Linked DNA regions of Sus scrofa: region 1 is linked to region 2. A link is a contact called in public promoter capture Hi-C data. All regions are on one chromosome and are shown on one strand. Each heading gives the region's core, a stretch centred on a gene start, on an enhancer-like site or on the middle of the called end of the contact. The rest is flanking DNA. Distances are from core to core; before and after follow the strand shown.

Evidence for each region. Promoter capture Hi-C pulls out the DNA fragments that hold promoters and counts their contacts.
Region 1: a contact with region 2 is called in a promoter capture Hi-C map of liver, with 2.6 times the contacts expected there. The contact joins the enhancer-like site here to the promoter of FNDC3B in region 2. A contact is called at or near these places in 2 of 5 promoter capture datasets (liver and skeletal muscle), 8 of 47 Hi-C or Micro-C datasets (embryonic fibroblasts, fetal heart ventricle, heart right ventricle and 3 more) and 2 of 2 datasets of contacts at active chromatin or transcription factors (alveolar macrophages and skeletal muscle).

What each region holds. Positions count from the first base shown.
Region 1 is chr13:110,674,403-110,678,799 of Sscrofa11.1, forward strand. The region is part of intron 2 of FNDC3B (fibronectin type III domain-containing protein 3B); the gene reads left to right. Among named protein-coding and RNA genes, the nearest start is that of FNDC3B, 89 kb to the left of the region's middle. Within about 2 kb of position 1,844, at least 16 of the 83 cell types and tissues checked have an H3K27ac peak or open chromatin away from gene starts, as enhancers often do. A contact at or near this core is called in liver, where this site is marked.
Region 2 is chr13:110,585,414-110,590,315 of Sscrofa11.1, forward strand. It overlaps FNDC3B (fibronectin type III domain-containing protein 3B), which reads left to right and starts at 2,051. Exons shown (of 26, transcript XM_021069801.1): 1 at 2,051-2,267.

The DNA.
Region 1 (4,397 bases), core at 594-3,093, 89 kb after region 2:
AGCAAATAATCATGTTTTATTACAGTTAATTTTATTTTCTACTCTTGCACCAATGGGTTGAATTTCATCTTTCTCATCTTAGAATCATCAGTGCTTAATAAAGTGCTTGGCATGTAGTAACTACTCAGCAAATGTTTATTGAATGATCAGAATTTCAATATATGCATTAATGGAGTTCCCATTGTGGTTCAGTGGGTTAAGACCCTGGTGTAGTATCCATGAGGATGCAGGTTGGATCCCTGCCCTTACTCAGTGGGTTAAGGATCCAGTGTTGCCTCAAGTTGCAGTGTAGGTTGCAGATGCAGCTCGGATCTGGTTTTGCTATGGCTGTGACATATGCCCCAGATGCGGCTCTGACTCAGCCCCTAGCCTGGGAACTTCCATGTGCCGCAGGGGCAGCCATAAAAAGGAAAAAAATTGCATTAGGTATAGATTTAAATAAGTATAGTATAGTCAATGCAAAGGCGAGACCTGCATAAGTGATGATAATATACTGTGCAGCGGTGGAGAGGGTCAGAGGTCTCTTCCACAAAACCCTTCTAAAATCGTAAAATATTATGTATTTGTATTTATTTCTAGTTTTATATTGGTTGAAACAAAATGTAAGGCACTAGTAGTTTAATTTTAATCAGTTAAGAGTATAGTAATAGAAAAGTTAACTCTAGAATGTTTAATGACAAAATATTGGGAACTGATTTCCTGTTACTTATAGGGATGATAACGTTCTTCATGGGCATGTTATTTCTTGATTATGTCTTAGAGGGAAGAATAGCATTAAGTGAATGACATGACCAACATTCAAATGGGTGTTAAAAATAGTAGAGTATTGGGAATATAGGCAGTTCAATATGTCTCTTCACTGGTCTTGAGTTATATGTTGAGGTTCAGTGCACAGCTTGCCAGAAATGTGTGACATTAATTAGCACATCAGCATGGATCATGTTGCTCTGTCTCAGTCAATCAAAACCAGACATGAGGTAGCTGAATCTAAATGAAGGGAGACATGCAAGATGCAGTGTGCAAAGCTCGTTCCAGGTAGGGCTTATTAGCTGAAAAGTGGCCTGAGTTGCTGACTCCCCATTAGTGTGGCCAAAGCCCAGCTTGGGGACATGGGGAGCATGGACAGAATTGAGGGGTAGAGAGGGGTTTTACCTCATGTGGCGGACATTTTTAACAAAGATTGACCCTGAAACAGTGATGGCAGAAACCAGACTTTGTTCTCAGTGAACATCATTTTCAGCTAGAGGAGGAAAAATTACCTTTTTGATCCTCAACAGCTCTGTGGAAAATGTATTTAATACAATGAAAAAATATTGATTTAAATAAAGATAATCCTACTCCAAATGCACAAGGATATTTGGTAGCAGCTATTCTTAGCCATGGAGAAACCACATTTATATGAAATTTTGGTTTTTTATGTTGTTGGTTTTTTTATCTTGAAAGTCCTGTAGTTGAAACTTTAGAGATAAGCATTTGTGGCTCTCTTAAAAAAAAAAGCTTTTAACCCAGTTTGGGCCATCTCTATTACATTTTGCATTTTTTCCATTTAAGTTAATGCTGTATTTTTATTCTTAGCAAATAGGTCCTTTTGTAATAGAGTCTCTTTATTCAGGGAAAAATACAATAGAGGGAGTAGAAATGTATAACATCTTAGAAGCTGCCATTATATTTTCTTTATAGCCCTTACCACTATCTGTAGATGTTTTATTTTTGTTTAAAGGATTTGCCACCCCTATCCCCTGCAAAGCTCCCTTTGTCAGCATGTGGTAGGCAGAACTTTGTGTTGTCTAAGGTTCTGTTTTGTAGCCGGAGGAATGCCTGGCCCATTCTAGACACTCATTAACATTTTCTGAATGAAGACTGAGTGTAGTAGTTGTTGGGCTGCACCCTGCAGGTCTGTAAGCCCTGTGCTTGCCTCTTCAAGACTGAAGAAATAGCCCAGAGTCAGAGACAGACATCAGTGGGTTAATGGATAGGGGGATCTTTTAAGTCTGAAGCAGGACTGGGCTGCAATCTTCATGTGCATGGCAGGTGGTGCAGATTGGCAATCGGAGGGGGAATTGAGGTCAGGCTGGCTCCTCACCGTCCCTTTGATAAGAACAGGCACTTGCTGGGGCCTGGGGCAAGTGTGTAGAAAGGTCAGTCCTGTGAGTAGGGTGTAGGTGAAGCTGGGGAGGTACAGAGAGCTAGAAAACAGCCACCATGAATATCCTGGCCACCCAGAGGTAATTCTTCTAAAGACACTTATATCATGAAATACAATTATTGACCTCATTTGAATGTACAGTTTACCCTTGAAGAGCACAGGTTTGAACTGCATGGGTCCATGCACATGCAGATTTTTTTTTTTTTCTAATACGTACCATGGTACTATACCTTCTGAAGTTGGTTGAATCGGAGGATGTGGAGAGTGGACTGTAAAATTACATGTAGATTTTCAGCTGTGAAGAGGGCTCAAGGTCAAGGGTATATTTTCAGCAGGCACTGGTTGATTTCAGTGCATAAAAATAGTCTCTTTGGTTCATCTAATTGCTTTTTCCTTAGTTACGTATTAATCCATTCCTGTCTTTTTTTGTCAATGACAGGTGGCTTTTGATAGCATAGAGGCGTACGACCCAGTATTCTCTGGAGTCTTTTATTTTTCCTATGCCTATTATTGGGCCACGAGAAGTGGCATCTAGTGATTATGATAAGCAAGTGATTAGCTTACTGGTTTCTAGGGGAATTCAAGGACTCGACAAGGACTTTATGAGAATAAATGCTGCCCAATACAAAAACAACTGTCTTGTTGTTAGTTAAGGGATGGATTCTCCTATTACCTAAATGCCATCCTGGGAGAAAGGGGCTCTGTCTTAGGAAGTCAGCATAGATTTTTTAGAAGAGAACTTGTCCTCAGTCTTTGGGGATATGCCTTTGACCCAGTTGAATGTATTCTCTCCTTATAGTCATTTACTGAAGTGTCTCCATAGAGAACTGACTCTGTGAAACCCACATCTATTGTGGAGGGGGGAAGATGTGTGGTAGAAGAGAAAAGCATGTAGTTTGGTCAGACAGAGCTGGATTCCAGTGCTGGCTCAGTCATTTTGTATTTTGTGACTTTGTACAAGTTACTTATCCTCTTTAAGCCTGAGTTTCCCCATCTCTAAAATCTGGATGTTCTTGTGCCTTGACACAGTGTGTAAGTAAGTACCAGTGGGGGCTCCCTTGTCTTGTATGTCCTGCCCTTACATGAAACTCTTCTGCAGCTTTTAGGTTGTATAATTTTTCCCCCCAAAGATATCTGTTGGATAATCATAAATGCTGGCTCTAAATGAGAATGTTCATTCATACATGAAACAGCTAAGACAGCTTCACAGAACATGGCAAGTGGGAAAAGCTCTGGAAGTGAAATGGGATCTCCTCTCCTAGCACAGTTTATGTCTTGATTGCCTGGGTATGGGATTTAACTTTGCAGAATGATGCAGATGTTAACATTTCATCTTTGGTTCCTCAGTACTGCTTTCCCAGCAGAAGCTTTTGTGATGGACACATATATGTGGCAGTAATTGTTTACTCAGATGGCTGGTAGTATTTCGTTTGAGGTAAAAATTAGGAATTTGCCTCCAGGAGAAGTCTTAGGTACTGTTGATCTTGTGGTTAATCATTAATGAGTTAAAAAGAGTTATATTTAGATTTATACCTCTAAGGAAAGATGTGTTATACCTGTTTCAGTTGTTTTGTTGGGTAAAGCTTTCCCAGGATACAGTGTTTAGCCTTTTGCTTAATTAGGTTAATTCTACCTCGTTTTATTATTTCTGTGGACTTTGGAAGAATGGTCACTTATTTTTCATTAAGTCTTAATAAATTTCTTTTGCTTATTTCAGGCTGCTTGGTTTGTATAGCACTAACAGATTTGAAACAGAGCTGATGAAGCAATAGTAGTCTGAAGTATGCTCTTATGATTTGATTAACATAGTTTGGTTTTAACATCTCTGGGGGAAAAATATATCAGAGGTTAAAATCTTTGTTCTTTTTTTTGCCCTCCTGACAAGACACAGAATACAGCATGACTTGTTTTAATGCTGACTTTGGAAAAGCAGGAAATGCTTACTGAGTATACAAAAAATGATGAGGTTTGGACAGTGATATTATGTTTTATATTCTGTATTTAAGAGAACGTGTAACTGTTATGTCTGCTTTGTGGCTAAAAAGAGAAAGAAGGAGGGAAGGAAGAAGAGAAGGGTGAAAGAGGGGGTGGAGAGAGAGAAAGATTGAAAGAGAGTGCTATTCAGAGAAAGAGAGAGACAGACGGACTGATAGACTTGTATATGAAAGGTTACGTGCCAAGGAGCCTGCCAGAGTGTGACTCATGCTCCTCAAGGCTGCGTGATGCAAGGCCTACTGCCGCCATCTCATTC
Region 2 (4,902 bases), core at 801-3,300:
CCAGGCTCAGAGAACTTAAAAAACTCGCCCAATGTTACTGGCTTTTGTGTAATTATAATTTCCTTGCTTTTCCCACTACACCATACTTCCTCTCATTTTGGAAACATTTAATGTGTTTCTATTCTCTGTCAAAACTGATGCTAGATATTAGGGTAAGAAGACAAATGACATACTGAGGTTATATACCTACGAACATACATTTTAAATTTTAAGGCATTTTGTATCATCGATTCTTCATAGAACTAATTTGGCCTAGTGGAAGAAATTGGGAGATCTAATTCTGTCTTCTGAATTTCTCTTGTCTACTTTTACCTCCTTGGCCAAGCATGTATCTCTATACTTGAATTCAAACTTCTACCCTCTGAAGTTTTTCCTTTTACCTAGTAATTCAGGTTCTTCTACATACTTTAGAATTAATTTATTCAACAACATTTATAAGGGGGTCACTATATTCAAAGCACAATGCTAGGATGATGCTGGATATACAAAAATGAACGAGATCCAGTCAAGTGGAAGAGATACATACTAACTTTAGAGCAATGTGAGAACTGAAAAGAATTTTGAGATTGTGGGGAAAAGAGCTGTGAGGCTACAGGAAGGGAGGGAGTGATCAAAGATGAGGAAATGATCTTCAGAGAGGCTAGAGGAAAAAGTATGCTTCAGACAGAGGGGCAGAGGTGATTAAAATATATGAATTCAGCTGGATTGGAGGCCAGGGCTCAGGAACAAGTGAGACACTGAGGCAGGAGCTGGAGAACCTCTGCTTCCCCACAACTCTTCCAATGCAGAACTATGACCTAGGATTGGAACCATGTTCTAGAAAGATGGCTTCAAGACACCCTTTGCGAATATTTGGGGAAAGAAGCTGGTTAGGATTTATAAGCCAGGGAGGACCCCACTTGTCTGGATTTGCCATTATCCCCCTCATCTCCAAAAAAGAATTGCAAATTCCACAGGGAAAGGAGCTATTTCTCAGTATTCTTTTATATTCTTCTGGCTTTAATGCAGTACTTTGTACAATAACTTTATTTGATAAATGGTTGTTATATATTTTTTAGGTCAATGAGAGTAATAGGTTGCCTCCTGGTTACTACCTACTTCTGCTTTGTAGGCTAACAATTGAGGCTAAATGTGATTATTTCGAATACCTGGGAAGCTAAAAAGGAAGGTGGCCTCTCTGGGATAACTTCTACTTGTTTCCCTGGATAATTTGAAAGGTGGGATGGGATGCAGTCTGATAACCATTTTGAGTCTGTACGACAGGATACATGACTTTTTTTGTTCTTTTTTCTTTCTTCGGGCCGCACCTGCAGCCTATGGAGGTTCCCAGGCTAGGGGTGAATCGAAGCTGTAGCTGCCCGCCTCTGCGACGGCAACGCCAGATCTGAGCCATGTCGGCAACTTACATCATGTTCACCGCGTTGCCAGATCCTTAACCCACTAAGCGAGGCCAGGGATGGAACCTGCCTTCTCATAGATGCTAACCAGATTAGTTTCCACTGAGCCAGGGCAGGAATTTCTGAGACATGACATTTGACTTAATATAAACTTAGCAATTACTTAATGAAAGCTGTTGTGGCCTTCGCGTTGTTCTATGTTTGATACAGAAATACAGATATGAATAAAGAGTCTCTGCTCTTGTGAGCGCATATTGGGTACTGAACTTTGATATAATCTGTTCACGCTGTATAAACCATATGAACAAAGTTCTATGGGAAACAGAGAAGGGAGGTGACAAAATAGCTCACAAGGTTGTGGGGATTTTTAAAAAAGTTAATACATGAAAAAATGTCAGTCTCAACTCTGATTATTACTTAGCAGACACTGCATTTATATTGATGTTGCAATCATTTGCAGAACATGAAGTCTTCGCCTTTCAGGAGTTGCTCGTTCCCTAAGCCTTTACGTTATTCTGGCTGAACCAAAAAGAGTTTTAGGATAGTTATGCAGGCCTAGTGGGGAAGGAGGATCCCATAGTTCCTGCGAATCTTTACTTAAAACGGCGGTTATACTCGGCAGATTACGGCAGTGGGCGGGCCTCAAATCCCCATGTGGTCCCGACATCATTGACATGGCGGAATCCCCCATCTAACCCTCCTGGTAGTTATTTGAGCGGCGGCTGCGGCCGGAGGCGGAGGAGAGCGGTGGCGGCGGCGGCGGCGGGAGCAGCAAAGGGGCGGCAGGGATCCTCGGGGCTGGCGGCTGGGAAGGCGTGGTAGACCCGGTGTGTGGCGCGCCCGGAGCCCCGCGTTTCAGCCCGAGGGAAGGTAAGGCGTGCAGGAGCAGGAGACTGGAGGGGATCCGGACCCCGCGTCTCAGCCGCTGGGGTCCCAGCGCGCTGGAAAGCCCCAGCCGGACGCTGAGTCCGCCAAAGTGCTTGCCTGTCCCGGAGCGCTCCGGGCGCGCCAGACTTCCCGAGAAAACTTGGCGCCAGAGTGCCTGAGCGCCCCGCGCTCCTCTGGGCACCCCGGGAACACGGGGCCCAGGAGGGGGTCGGCCTCCCCTTTGGGGCCGCGTCTTACTGGGCTCCGGGTCCCCGCTCGTCCCCCCAGCTGGTGAAGGCTTGGAGGAAGGAAAGAAACGGGTAGATTCTTCTTGATCGGGGAAAAAATATCTGGGCAGTGGCTCCCGGGCTTTCCCTCCCCCCCTCGCCCTCCCCAGCCTTCCCAGCAGATTTTGTCCGAGGAATCCGCTCCCCCTCCCGGAATCTCCGCGGCAGGAACGCTGCCCAGGAGGGGGAGGGCGGGCGGAGAGGCCGAGGAATCTTCGACGTGTCACTTTCTGAGGCTGTAGATTTCCATATGGTAAAGGGAGGAGGGCGGGCGTGCAAAGAGGGGCTAGAAGTTGGGGCCGCCTCTCTGCGCCAGGCGGGGCGGGCCAGGACCTCCGACCCTTGGATGCACACAGGGAGGGTCCCGAGCCCGCACCGGCCCCCCGCCCAGGCCAGGCCTCCCCGGGACACTCCCCGCCTAGCCGCTGGCCACCTCAGTGCGCGCCACGTCCTCCCTCCCCGTCCTGCCCCCCGGGCTCCCCCCGGGCTGGGGGCGGTAACCGGCGGCCGCGGCTGGACTCGGCGAGCCTAGAGGCTGGAAGCTCGGGCGGGGGAGTGGGGCACGGCGGGAAGGAGCGGGCGACCCGGTGTGTGGGCCAGCGTAGCTCCGGTCAGTGGGTCACCCCAAGGGGCGCCCGGGCCGGGGGTGGGGCGGGCGGGAGGAATCCGCGCCCCGAGGCGGCCGGGAGGGGTGCGCGGACCGTCTGGTGCTCTCGGCGCGGCGGGGGCCTGCCGGCGTGGGAAGGGCCTGTCATTCTGGGCGAAAGTGGGGCCTCCGGCTATGCCCGCGAAGTTTCCCAAAGGTCCGGTCTGGGCGCCCGGTGGGATCCGGAGCACCCGGGCCCAGTGTCCCTGGAGACGGGGCTGGGCTGCCTGGCGGCGCCGTTGGCGGGAGGCTTCCAGGAGTGCGCGGTTGGGGTTGGAGCTTTTCGAACCTCACCACCTACTCTGCTGTTCCTGACGGAGGGAAAGCAATGGCAGTTTATCCAGACATTACCGTTTGCGGACTTTCTTGAAAGGAAAAACTTTAATTTCTGTTCTCTTCAGTCCAGCAAGTTCTTGAAACAAAATTTGGAATTTGGCTGCGATGGGCCGACGCTGGGGCCCCAGATCCACGCGTTTCTCTCTCCATCCCTGTTAGTTTCTAATCTCCCTCCCTCTCTTCCACACAGGCTTAATCATATTTTGGAACGGGCGAAGTCTTTTGTTGGGTGGGCACCCCCCTGATGGCTTGTCTGTTTATTTTTTAATGTGCAGTTAATTTGATTTGAATTTCCTCCAGCTTCCAGGCCCTGCTAGGGAAAGCTAAGGAAGAGGGAATATATCACCCCCACCCCTCTTTTTTTTTTTAAACTGGAGAGAGGTGGGGCATTGGGAAAAGGGGAGGCACAGTGGTTGTGGGTAAAGAGAGGGAGCAGACAGACCCGGAAGAAAAGGAATCTGCTCTGGAATAACACTTTTTTTTTTTTTGAGGCTTCAGGCCTTGGGCAAAAATGCACGCTCTGGGGGGGAAAAAAAAAAAAAAAGGCACCACTGTTCTGATTTCTACTGCCTGAGTTGCTCTTCTCTCTCAAGTTAGAGCTGTGACTCTGGGGCCCTAGACAGCGCCCGAGGGAAGATGTCCGCAGCCACAGCCAAGAACAGCCCGTGGTTTTCTGCCTTGTATAGGGGCTCTTGGTTCCCCCTGATTGGAGGCGGCCTTGGTGGAATAAGCGTTCAGTAAATTTCCTGGCTCCCGAGGAGCAGCTGTTAGCCAGGGTAAAGTCTTTGGGCATGTTTCTGGTCCTGGTCCTGCAAGGGGACCTTACCTGTAAGGTTATAATCCTCACATTGTTTAGACCCTAGAGGGTCATCCACAAGCTGGCCAAGAATGAGGCATAGCTGGTATGAGAAGTCACTAACAAATGGTACTTAAATTCGTATATGCTTTTAAAATGTTTTGGTTTAAATACTTCTAAGAGAAAAAAATTCTACGTAAAGATAGTGTTCATTTTAAAAGAGAGATCTTAAAACTGCAAGATATCATCATGGAATAGGAGGTTGTAGCTTCTAATTACAGTATATACAATTTCAGAAAGATATTCCAGTAACCTTTTAAGACAGACTTTATAAATAGCTCACATCAGACCATGGACTATACTGGAGAGCTAGTCTTCTGGGGTTTCTGGAAGAATGCTTGGGATCTGTTCGGAAGCTAGCTCTAGGAGCCTAGGTAGTAGTTTACTCTGTAGGAGTTTGTGCCCCTTTTGCTTAACACTTCATTTAACGGGTAGAATTTGATATCATCCTTAGAATTTAAAACCTGAGACCTTCCCAACTTCAGTTTTAGGAAAATGAGGCCTAGGGAGGGG